Linked DNA regions of Callithrix jacchus: region 1 is linked to region 2. The links are chromatin contacts, called in public Hi-C maps. All regions are on one chromosome and are shown on one strand. Each heading gives the region's core, a stretch centred on a gene start, on an enhancer-like site or on the middle of the called end of the contact. The rest is flanking DNA. Distances are from core to core; before and after follow the strand shown.

The links. A called contact is a pair of places that touch in the nucleus more often than the background predicts.
Region 1: a Hi-C map of skeletal muscle shows a contact between it and region 2, with 4 times the contacts expected there. The contact joins two enhancer-like sites. A contact is called at or near these places in 2 of 3 Hi-C or Micro-C datasets (both in skeletal muscle).

What each region holds. Positions count from the first base shown.
Region 1 is chr17:33,037,751-33,043,198 of calJac240_pri, forward strand. The region is part of intron 1 of MBNL1 (muscleblind like splicing regulator 1); the gene reads right to left. Among named protein-coding and RNA genes, the nearest start is that of MBNL1, 9.2 kb to the right of the region's middle. Within about 2 kb of position 2,156, at least 2 of the 16 cell types and tissues checked have an H3K27ac peak or open chromatin away from gene starts, as enhancers often do. A contact at or near this core is called in skeletal muscle, where this site is marked.
Region 2 is chr17:32,882,127-32,887,505 of calJac240_pri, forward strand. It overlaps MBNL1 (muscleblind like splicing regulator 1), which reads right to left. Exons shown (of 12, transcript XR_614783.5): 8 at 881-916; 9 at 96-190. Among named protein-coding and RNA genes, the nearest start is that of MBNL1, 160 kb to the right of the region's middle. Within about 2 kb of position 4,040, at least 1 of the 16 cell types and tissues checked has an H3K27ac peak or open chromatin away from gene starts, as enhancers often do. A contact at or near this core is called in skeletal muscle, where this site is marked.

The DNA of each region.
Region 1 (5,448 bases), core at 906-3,405, 150 kb after region 2:
AATCCCTCCCCACCTCCCCCTCCCACTGGCCCTCCCCTTTCCCCCCATAGACCCCAGTGTTTAGTACTCCCCTCTCTGTGTCCATGTGCAGAAACCGTATTCTTAATTTATCTTAAAAATTTCAATCAAAATCTTACAGTAAAACTTAATATGAAATGGGGTTTAAACAAATATTTAATATTTAAAATGAATAGTAATAAGCAATACAATTCTGAATTTTCTAACCTAGAATGCAGATTAAATCCTGGAAACAAGGAACCAACACTTCACAGTTGAATGGGGTCTTATAGAAGAATATGCACAGTTGCACTTTCACATTTGACAGTCTGGAAGCTAGCCTACAAAATACAGCTTTATTTCCTGTGCACAAAGAAAAGCTGCAGGAAAAAGAGCATCATGTGCATATTTAAAACCCTTTGTCCTTAAAGTTAAATACAACTCACCTCTCTCCCATTGATTTTTTTTTTTCCTGATTACATAAAAGTTGTAAGCACTGAAACCTGGTTACCAATCCTGAATGTTTTAACCTGCTCCCAATCAGGAATTTAGCATGAGGAAGATTCAGATGAACTGTATGTCCCCTCCTTTCTCCAAAAGTGTCAGCATCAGAAATAATTTATTCTGTCTAGTCCAGGATGATACTATGGTAGCATCGTGCTTATTTATCAAATACTTGAACAGAAAAACTAAATGGTTTACATATGGAGTCAAATCATTTTAATAATTATGAGTTGATTTTGTCTTTTCTCCAAGATACACAAACTAAAGAGTTAATAGGTCTACCAAATGGTTTTAGGCAAATTCCACACACTGCCCACAAACAGCCTATTCTTGGCTTCTTTGTGCCCACTTTGTTTTTCCCATCCATTATTTGTGAATATTTCTATCACTATACTGGAAATTACTTTGAGAACAGGCACATCTTACCTCTTTATTCTCCAAAGGGTATACCATGACAGGTAGAACATTGGCACTGCACTCAATATTTGCTAAATAAGGATGCTTTCTTTTGCAGCCAAAAGCAAAGCAAAGACTTTCATTTTATATACATTTTTCTCTAAAAACACATACTTTTATTTGCTGTATGTTCTAAATAGCTCTATGAAGAGAGGAATTTGTCAGCAAAGTGACATTTCTCCAACAGCACAAGTCCACAATTAGTAGCTTATCTTTTAAAGTCACAGGCTATGTCACAAGTAAAGTTACAGACAGCACAGACTGATGTATAAAGATGATATAGCATGAGAGCATAAAATAATCAAACAACCATGATCAATAAACTTTTGCCCTATCATTTCTTGGTGAAAATTTTATACCATTATATTATTGGTGAGAAAGTACATTGTCTTTGAACTTCACAAAGCTTCCCCTGACGGAATCCCAAATGGGTCTACCTACTGCCAAATGCATTGTTGTAACACAGCATGATACTGCAACCCCATATTATATCTGCTGAAGATGGGGGGCCTATTTTGTTTTATTTTTGTTTTTACAAGTCCAAGAAACAGAGTATAAGCATTTGTTGAACTATACGCCATTTGTAATCCAACATCAAAGCAAAAAGATGAAAATACCTTTGACAGCCTTTTAAATAAAATTTCTATCTTCTTGACTTATGTCAGTTGTTGTATAGGGGAAGTTTTAAAACTACTGTGTCATAAACATGCCACACTCATTCCCAACAGAATCATGGGATGGGACTGGGGGTGGGGAATGCTGGTTTTGAAGTATGAAAATATCTGCCTTTGGTTCAGTTCGGCTGATCACCAGTTACGTGGATTTAGGCAAATAAGCTAACTTCTCTAAATCTGTGTTCTCTAAGAGGATGATGATTCCTGCCTCACAGGCTCAATTCATTCATTGTCTTCTATTATTACCAAGCTGTTTGTCTTCACTCATGTTTTTCCAAAAAGAATATAAACTGGCAAGAACTCACATAGAAAAGACACTCAAATATGGTAGCTTTCATCATTACTTCCACCTTGTTCTTACTATGCCACTGCATATTCTGAAAAGAGTGCTTTATCTCTGGGCCTATCCCAGATGCCCCCCCTTCCACACAGCATTCCCTGGCCATTCAGTTCCACAAAAACTTCCTTCGTTGAATTTCCTTCCCTCTTTGACTTTCCTCCTTTGGTACTAACTTGTATAGTGCCTTGCATTGTTAACTTTTCAAGTATTTCTCCCCAACTCAGTTAGAAGTCAAAGAAGGAAAGACACTATGTAATTATACTTTCGATCCCCCTCTTGTGACCTACTACAATCCTTTGACTTTAAGCGTGCTCAAAATATGTTATTTGATTATTGAGCAAAACACAAAGGATGAACTGATTCCTCTATGATCTAACATGGTAAAGTAATAAGGAAAAAGACCTCAGCACTTAGTAAATTTTAACCAATTATGAGGAATAGGCATAATACTATTCTTCCTAAATTAATTGTTCCCAATAAAATATTTGCTTTTAAAATCTAAGTCCTCAAAACTATATCACTCTGAGATAGTCATTTGCCACAGGCAATTTTCAGCAAATATGATCCTCCAGAAAGCATTAGGCAGAATACTACTTGAGTACGGTTTTCTATAGTCTTTCCTATTGAAGTATGTATTTTTCTATTGTTAGGCACTTCTCAAATGATTTTTTGGAAAGTTCATGCAATGCCTCAGAGAGCGTCTACTACTGAATCAAAGATTTTCTTCCATCCTCTGTTTTTCACTTTTACTATGTTTATCAAATCTCTTAAAAGTATTTTGGATGCGGTACCTAAGACCCAATGCCTCATCTGAATGCCACTAGGTAGACAATGCAGTTTTTCCCTGAATGTTACAGCAGTGAAGTTTAAATAATGGCTCAAAATAACTTAGAATAAATTTGTCTCATTGAAATTAGCTCAATGACAGAATAATAGAGATGGCAAAGAATGCCAGATACTGTTTAATCTTAGTGACTTAAAAATTAGTCTTTTCTAAGCATTATTTTAATGATATAGCTAAACAGATTTTCACCATACCGTATCTTTATAGCACAAGGCAAAAACTAGATAGGAAAAAAAAGTCTAATAATAGAAAAAAGCGTGTAATAAGTGTGACTTTCACATAATACTAACAAAGGCAAAATAAAATACTGTCTACATTATTCTCTAGCTTGATAGAAACATACTGTATTTAAAGACATAAATAGTGCAATTTCTGTATATTTGTGGACATAGGCAATCTAACTCATAAGTTGTTATTTATAAATAAAATCTTTTTCTTGAAAACTGTCTTGATTTTATGGAAATTTTTTGCTATATACGAAATAAAACAATCTATCATTGTTCGGACATTTTCTGTTTAAACTATTTTAAACCATTTATTTTTAAAAAGCTTGTAAGGTCCTCAAACTAAAAAGACCTGTAAGTATTCCAGTAAAGCTTTCTATTTTATTTGAAATATAACTGTCCTCCTAACTCCAGATAACCATTAACCAAATGCAACTGTTTATTGATTTCTGTAAGTAAATCATTCTGTTTATAATAGTGACTGATTATTAAGGATTTTTAGATACAAGAAAAAGAATGTCCTGGTTATACTGATACCTTCCCTAAAATAGCATGGTCTGAGAAGTATAAATGTCAGCCACATTGAGCACATTGCAAACTTGTTTTATCATGTATCTATCTGCCACCTTGTTTATCACTAAGGATAGGTTACACAGGCATTCTGAGCATGGAATTTAATAAGAGAGGAGAACTGCCTGGTTGACACTGAGACATTTCTCAGCAAATAACAAAATGTGCCTAAAGTTGAAATTAGGTTTACTTTAAAATTACCAATTTGGGACAAAAGAATTTGGTGACCTATAGGTCACCATTTAGTGCTTTAAAAGAGCTTGGCATAGAAATGAAATGTTTTAAGAAATTAACATGTATCTTCTATTTAATCAAGGTATATTCCCTGATAAAATGTAATTTTAAATGTTTTCCCTTACTGACATTTTAATATATAATTGTTAAATATTTTTATCAATAAAAAGTCTTTAAAATTCTTACTGTATTTTGAAAATAATTGTTAATACCCCCATTGCCTTTAATATCCATATCCAGTCAGCTTCTACATCCTATGCAGCCTAAACTTACCACATTTCTCCCAGCATGCATGTCCTCCTTTTCATTCTAGGGCCATTCCCCTCATTTAGTCCTGCATCTCTGTTCTGTATGACCACAATCTCTACTTCATCCTATATGTGTCCTATTCTTCCCCTATAAAATGTCCCCAAAACACAGCTCCTATAAGGTTACTGCCCTAAACACCAAATATCTGTTTATTCCGTACTATTTATTATTAAACTTACTACCTGCTCAACAACCACATCGAAAGTGTAGCACCAATCTCCCCTGCACATCTGATTCCTCATTTCCTCCTATCCTACTAATGCCTCCCACCACCACCGCCCCCGCCCCCCCGACACACACAGGCCTTTTCTCTCTATCTTCTTATTTTCTGCCCATTCTTCTGGAGTCTCCGCAAATGCTGTAGAAAGTACAAGTCTTTTAAAGTATTCCAAACATTTATGTTGTCAAGCTCCTATCAGTAACCAAAATAAGTACTTTTAAAATCTGTTTTTGTTCTTTTACATAGGAGCATGAATTCTAAAACTGGACTACCTTGGTTCAACTCCTTATTGTGCTACTTACTAATTAAGCACCTTTGCACAATTAACTGGACTTGTCTGTGCCTCAGTTCCCCCGCCTGCAAAATCAGGATATTAATAGTACCTATCTCGTAGGGTTTTCTGAGTAATACATGAATTAATTTATAAACCTCAGCTTGGCACACAGAAAGTATTCAAAAATGTTAGTAGTCATTATTACAGCTATATTCTCATCACTATTCTTTGTATGTAATCAGTGGAGGCAAGACAAGAAAAATTGGTTAAAAACAGGAACACTGGAATAAACAAAATAACAAGCCTCATATCTCTGCAAATGAAAAAATTGTTCTAGTCATGAGCTTTACGATAAAAGTCATAAGGCCTACTTTACAGCTGTAGAAAAGATTAAATGAGATACCTTATTTAAAAGTATACAGCAAGTGGCAACTTCTACTATTTTCACAATTATTTACACCTTTATAATGTCACAGATTTAGAAACTAGGGCATGAAAAGACTAAATGATTTTCTCCCAAATTTACTGTTTCTTTCAAGAAATAAATAAAAACGTAATCACTTCAAAATAAGTTTATTTAAGTAATAATAACATTGATATCACTTCTTACATTTACAAAGGAGTTCCACTTTGAGAAACCTGATATATTCCCCAGTGAGGTCTGTTCTTGTTGTTCTGCCTGCACTGGAATAAATATTAGACTTTCAAACCAAATTTAGATACAATGTTTATAGGAACTGGTGGTATATCTCTTCAGAACCTGGCATCTTGAAACCAAAATTTGGTAAATAGAATTATCAGT
Region 2 (5,379 bases), core at 2,790-5,289:
CACTGACCTCAATGGGAAATCCACGTGCGTAAGAGCTGTTGGATTGAGCCCTAGCAGAGTTGTTTTTTAAGAAACAAAGCTGTAAATTAGCAAACCTGGTTGGCTGTGGCTGTTGCAGCGAAGGGAACACTTGTGGCAGATGTTGTTGCTGCGGACACAGTGGCTGGCGTAGCACCGTGCACCATGGGAACTTTCGGAGGGAAAATCATATAAGCGAACATACAGAAGAGTGTAGCAATATGGAAACCATGGCAACATGGAAGAGATAATTGGGCATGGTATTTATCACAGCAATAAGCCATGTGACAGGACATCATCACCAGCGAGTGACATGCAATCACAGCGCAAAGCAGGACAACATTCCAAGGAGAGAAGGGGAGGAGGGATGAAAGAGAAAAAAAAGGGGGAAAAAGCTTGTTACCATCAAATCAAGAAAATTGACACAAACAGGCTTAATTTGCTAAGTCAAAAACAAGAATTTTATATAGTGTTCATAGCAGACATTTAAAATCTAAGTCAAGGTACAAGTATTTACTTAATATATACAGTTGTCTGTTTGAATGAAAGTATTTTTTTTCTCATTTACTATTATAAAAATATACAGTATATTACTTTTATGAAACAGATTTTTTTTTTATACACCAGAACTCATAGTCCAATCAAAATCCACCAAAGGTGACTAAAGGAAACTGTTGTGTGTAAAGAAAACATTTATGTGAGTCCATGTCAATTAAATAGAAAATGGCATTTAATTGACAGGTGTTAGTAAAAGGGAAATGGACTTACCCAATAGATATAAGTTAAACTTAGCAGTGGATTTTGAGGGGCTGTGAGGTACATCATAGGTTTAAGATAATCAAGAAACAAAGCTGGCACCTACCAACACTTGTAGCGGGTGTCATGCACAATATTGAGCCTGCCCATCATGCATTGCAACAGGAAGGTGGATTTGAAAAGGGAAAAGAATTAAAACATCCCATCACACGTGTAATTAGAAAATTCATTTGAACAAAGAAGAAAAATTGTTATTATGGGAACAGTGGCATGTAACTGTCAGCACAATCAAATCATACAACAGCACAGTGATCAATTAGAACTAGTCTCAAGTGAAGAATAAAAGCCAGTTTAACTGTGTGCTGGTACACTTTGTTTCTCTTAATTGTTGTCTATAAGCAAAAGCATTTTGGAACTAATTTAAATCCACTTCATTATTTTAAAAATAATATTGTAATCTGTTTTGTTTTAATCTGATTACTAACCATCTGGTTGCTTTGCTGTTTCTGACTTTAACTTATGAATGCCTTAACATTTTCTTTATATCAAGCACATACTAACTTATTAAATATATTATTTATTATTAAATACTAAATAACTCAATGTACAAAACTGACTTAAAAATATAATGAAACCCAAACATTTATTTTATTCCTTTTGTTTTATTTTCCTGTTCATTGTAGCAGCAAACATACAGACATGGAAGGGGTTGTGATTATTCATACAGAATTTATATTTGGAGCTATACCAAGCAATAAATTACACATAAAAAAGTGAAATTTCTGCATTTCCTTAGTTTGAAATTAAAATGTAGGAAAAGCATGAAGAGGGAACATAACTTCTTGTAAGGATCAAATTGGTTTACTTCATGTTATCTAGGAAATCAGAGTGGTTTTCATTGCTGCTTTAGACCTTCAAGACTTCTGGGAGTAGCAAATGTTCAAGAAAATTTCGCATATAAGAAACTGCTAATTAGACTTCACTAAAAACCTTGAGTGGGAGATAGTGAAGATACATACATCACATATGGGGTGTTAGCACTGATGCTGACAATTGTTCAACCATGATAAGCAAAAATAAATGGTGCATCTATAGATAGTCCTTGTTCTCTCTGACATGTAAATATTGAAAATTTAACTTATTTTACCAAGTACAGGGCACTTTCCCGTATGCAGAACTAGTGTTCTTTCTATGGGATTATTTTAGAATTCTAAATTTTAAAATATCAAAGGATTTTATATTTCTATCTAAATCTTGGCATATCCTGTTTAAATACTAGCAGCATCTGGGATGAACATTTGTTAGAAAAGTATCTGCCAAATGAATCTTGTCAGAGATGGTCCTATAAAATGAAGCTGCCATTGAGAAACTCAACTCAAACGTGGATTACTTAACTGGCATCCCTGTAACAGCTGCAATTAGTTTGTTATCACAATTAGACTGTGGGCACAGTGATCAATGATTAAACTCTGTAATGAATCTGGGGACACATTGTATCAGGTAGAATAATAATATATTGACAAGCATTATGACACTTGATGATCCCTGTCATTTGCTACTACTACTGAGTCAAAGACTTGTGAAAGACAAACAGAAACAAGCCAGTAATAACAAAGAAGTTATAATAATTTGAGACAGTAGAGCAAGCAAAACTTAATACTGGATCTACATCTTATGAAATCATTACTGTCTTAATGGTAGGGTGAGAGAATTGGAAAAGAAACGACAAATGAAAAAGAATAATGTGATAATTAAGGAATATTAAAGCCAGTTTAAATACTGTATGGGTTATATGTTTCAATTATTTATTATTATGCTGAGATTTGCCTACTATATTTCATCCCATGCATAATTAAGCCTGCACATGCCGAAAATGAGTTAACCTTATACTATCTCTCTAAAACTCTAAAGCTTTTATGATTTAAATTTTAGTTTGAGTTATCTTCCTCATTACCATTATAACCAATGCACACAGTTTTGAAAGGGATTTGCAGCAAATAAACATAAGGGCAGCAATGATAATACTAGCCAGGGTGCAGTAACTCACAAATATGAGGACATAATGCTGTAGGACCCACTTACCAAAAACGAAATCACTTTTGAAATGACCGTAATTCCCATCTTTACATGGGTTGATTTACTAATAATAATGTGCAAATGGCCAATTTAAATTTTTCCTCAATTTTCAGCACAAAGCAAAATTTAAGTGAATGTATTTGTCAATTTCCAATTTTCCCTACAACGATATCTGCAGAGCAGAATGGTGTATTTCTAAGAAATGTGTTATTTTCATTGCACAACTCTTTAAATAAAAAATTTTAATTGATATGTATGAAAATGTAGGAAAAACTAGGATAAAAACTTACAAATAAGATGTATGCATAGTTAAAATTACTTGAAGTAGAAGGGAAATAAGTAGAAGAGAGAAAAAGAATTATAATAAAGATTTAGTTGGAAGTTAGAATTTTGATGTAATACTTCAGGCCTATTTAGGTTGATTATAAGTGTTAAGCTGATTAAGATCTACTAAAAACAGTGTATATCATTTTAAAACTAAAAGTTAACAATCAGTTGGATTATTCTCAAAATTGGTATCCAAACAAACAGTACTTTCTTTATTTTATTATAAATAATTAATATATAACTATGAATGACTATATTTATTAATGACACTAAATGTGACAAATCTTTTTGTTTCTCTTCTTTCTATAAACACAGCCCCGCCTATCCCCACCCTTATACCTACACACCACCACCTAAGAAAGTTTCCTGGCGTTTGTTGCTATTCTTGGTGGGGTTGTAATTGTAATACAAGCCAAAGTAGAATTTGTTTAAAGCAAATGTATTTTTAGAACTGTTACAACTCATAAGCCAACCTTGATTGAGGGAGATATGCAAGAGAGGGAGATATGTGAGAGGTGTGCTTCTGACGATGGTAAGAAGGCAAAAGTGGTCATGTAGGGCAGAGAAAAAAGTGCCTCAAGATTGAAGTGGTAGGCAGTGTGCAGCTCCACAGGTAGCTGGGTAGGTAGCCTGTTCTTTCACAACAGCCCTACAGACAGCAGGCCTTCAAGGGCACGGAAGCCTGCAGTACATAGGACAAGGAAGCCTATACCCAAGGCAAGCACAGAACCCTCAGAGTACCTGCCTGAGAGCTCTTGTAAGCATAGGCAATGATCTTATCAGTAGTGAGCAGTGGTGACTGAGGAATGAAGAATGAAGAATACATAGCCTGTCTGAGAATACCAGACTGCACAAGACCTCACTCAAAGTAAGGTCAGGAGAGAGAGGGGCTGGGGGATGGAGTCCTGGATTCCCAGGGAGATGGAGATTAGAGATCAGAGCTAGACTTAATTTAATTTCTCTCTCAACCCAGGGAGATGGAGATTAGAGATCAGAGCTAGACTTAATTTAATTTCAAGGGAAAAAATTATGTAAGGGAAAGTGGTATTTCTTTTTTTTTTTTTTTTTTTTTTTTTTGAGACGGAGTTTCGCTCTTGTTACCCAGGCTGGAGTGCAATGGCGCAATCTCGGCTCACCGCAACCTCCGCCCCCTGGGTTCAGGCAATTCTCCTGCCTCAGCCTCCTGAGTAGCTGGGATTACAGGCACGCGCCACCATGCCCAGCTAATTTTTTGTAATTTTTAGTAGAGACAGGGTTTCATCATGTTGACCAGGATGGTCTCGATCTGTTGACCTTGTGATCCACCCGCCTCGGCCTCCCAAAGTGCTGGGATTACAGGCTTGAGCCACTGTGCCCGGCCTGAAAGTGGTATTTCTTATACACCCTAATTTCATGAGTGAAAATTTATACCTGTAACATAAATAGATTCTAAATTATGCATAATATCTCCAAATAATCAATCTGGCCCTGAAAAGGGAAGGTTAAAACAAGTATATATCTAAATTTGAAAAAACAAAACTTCAGTATGAATTTAACCTAATACTTATTTATCTTTAAATGAGGTGGAAGGTGTAAAACACCATGGAGTTAGGTGATCAGTAAGGGCTACTTCCACTCTCCCAAATTATTTTTAAGGTGTTCGTGTAATAAGCTCATAGATATTGGGAGACTAACCCAGGCCAGCCTGACTTGACTTCAAGTTATACTTAAATCTAAACCTTATAAAAGTCATTTAACTTGGGACAAATCACTGTACCTCATTAGGATTCAAATTACTCATTGGTAAAATGAAAATATTAATGCCAACCTTTTTGGTGTTATAAAAAAATGAGATAATGTGCACAACGCACTCAGTGTAGCATGGAACCAGAGCAACCATTCAATAAAAAGTGGCTCTTTTGGACAAAATGTGTGAAAAAACTTGGCCTAAGGTAATAGGGAATTGTAGGCTTGGAACCGAAGGGTACAGTACGTGTCGATCTAAAGGATTTACATTTAGTTTTCATTTAAACACTCTTAAACAAACAAAAATATTTCTAGATACTAGATTTTACCCTTGGGCCATGAATTTGCAATCCTTCACATAAATACTGGTATACTATGTGGCATACACCAATATTTATTACTGAATAAATGGAAATATGGGTGAATAGATAAATGGGTGGATGAATAGATGGATGGAAAATGGAAGAATAGAGGAAG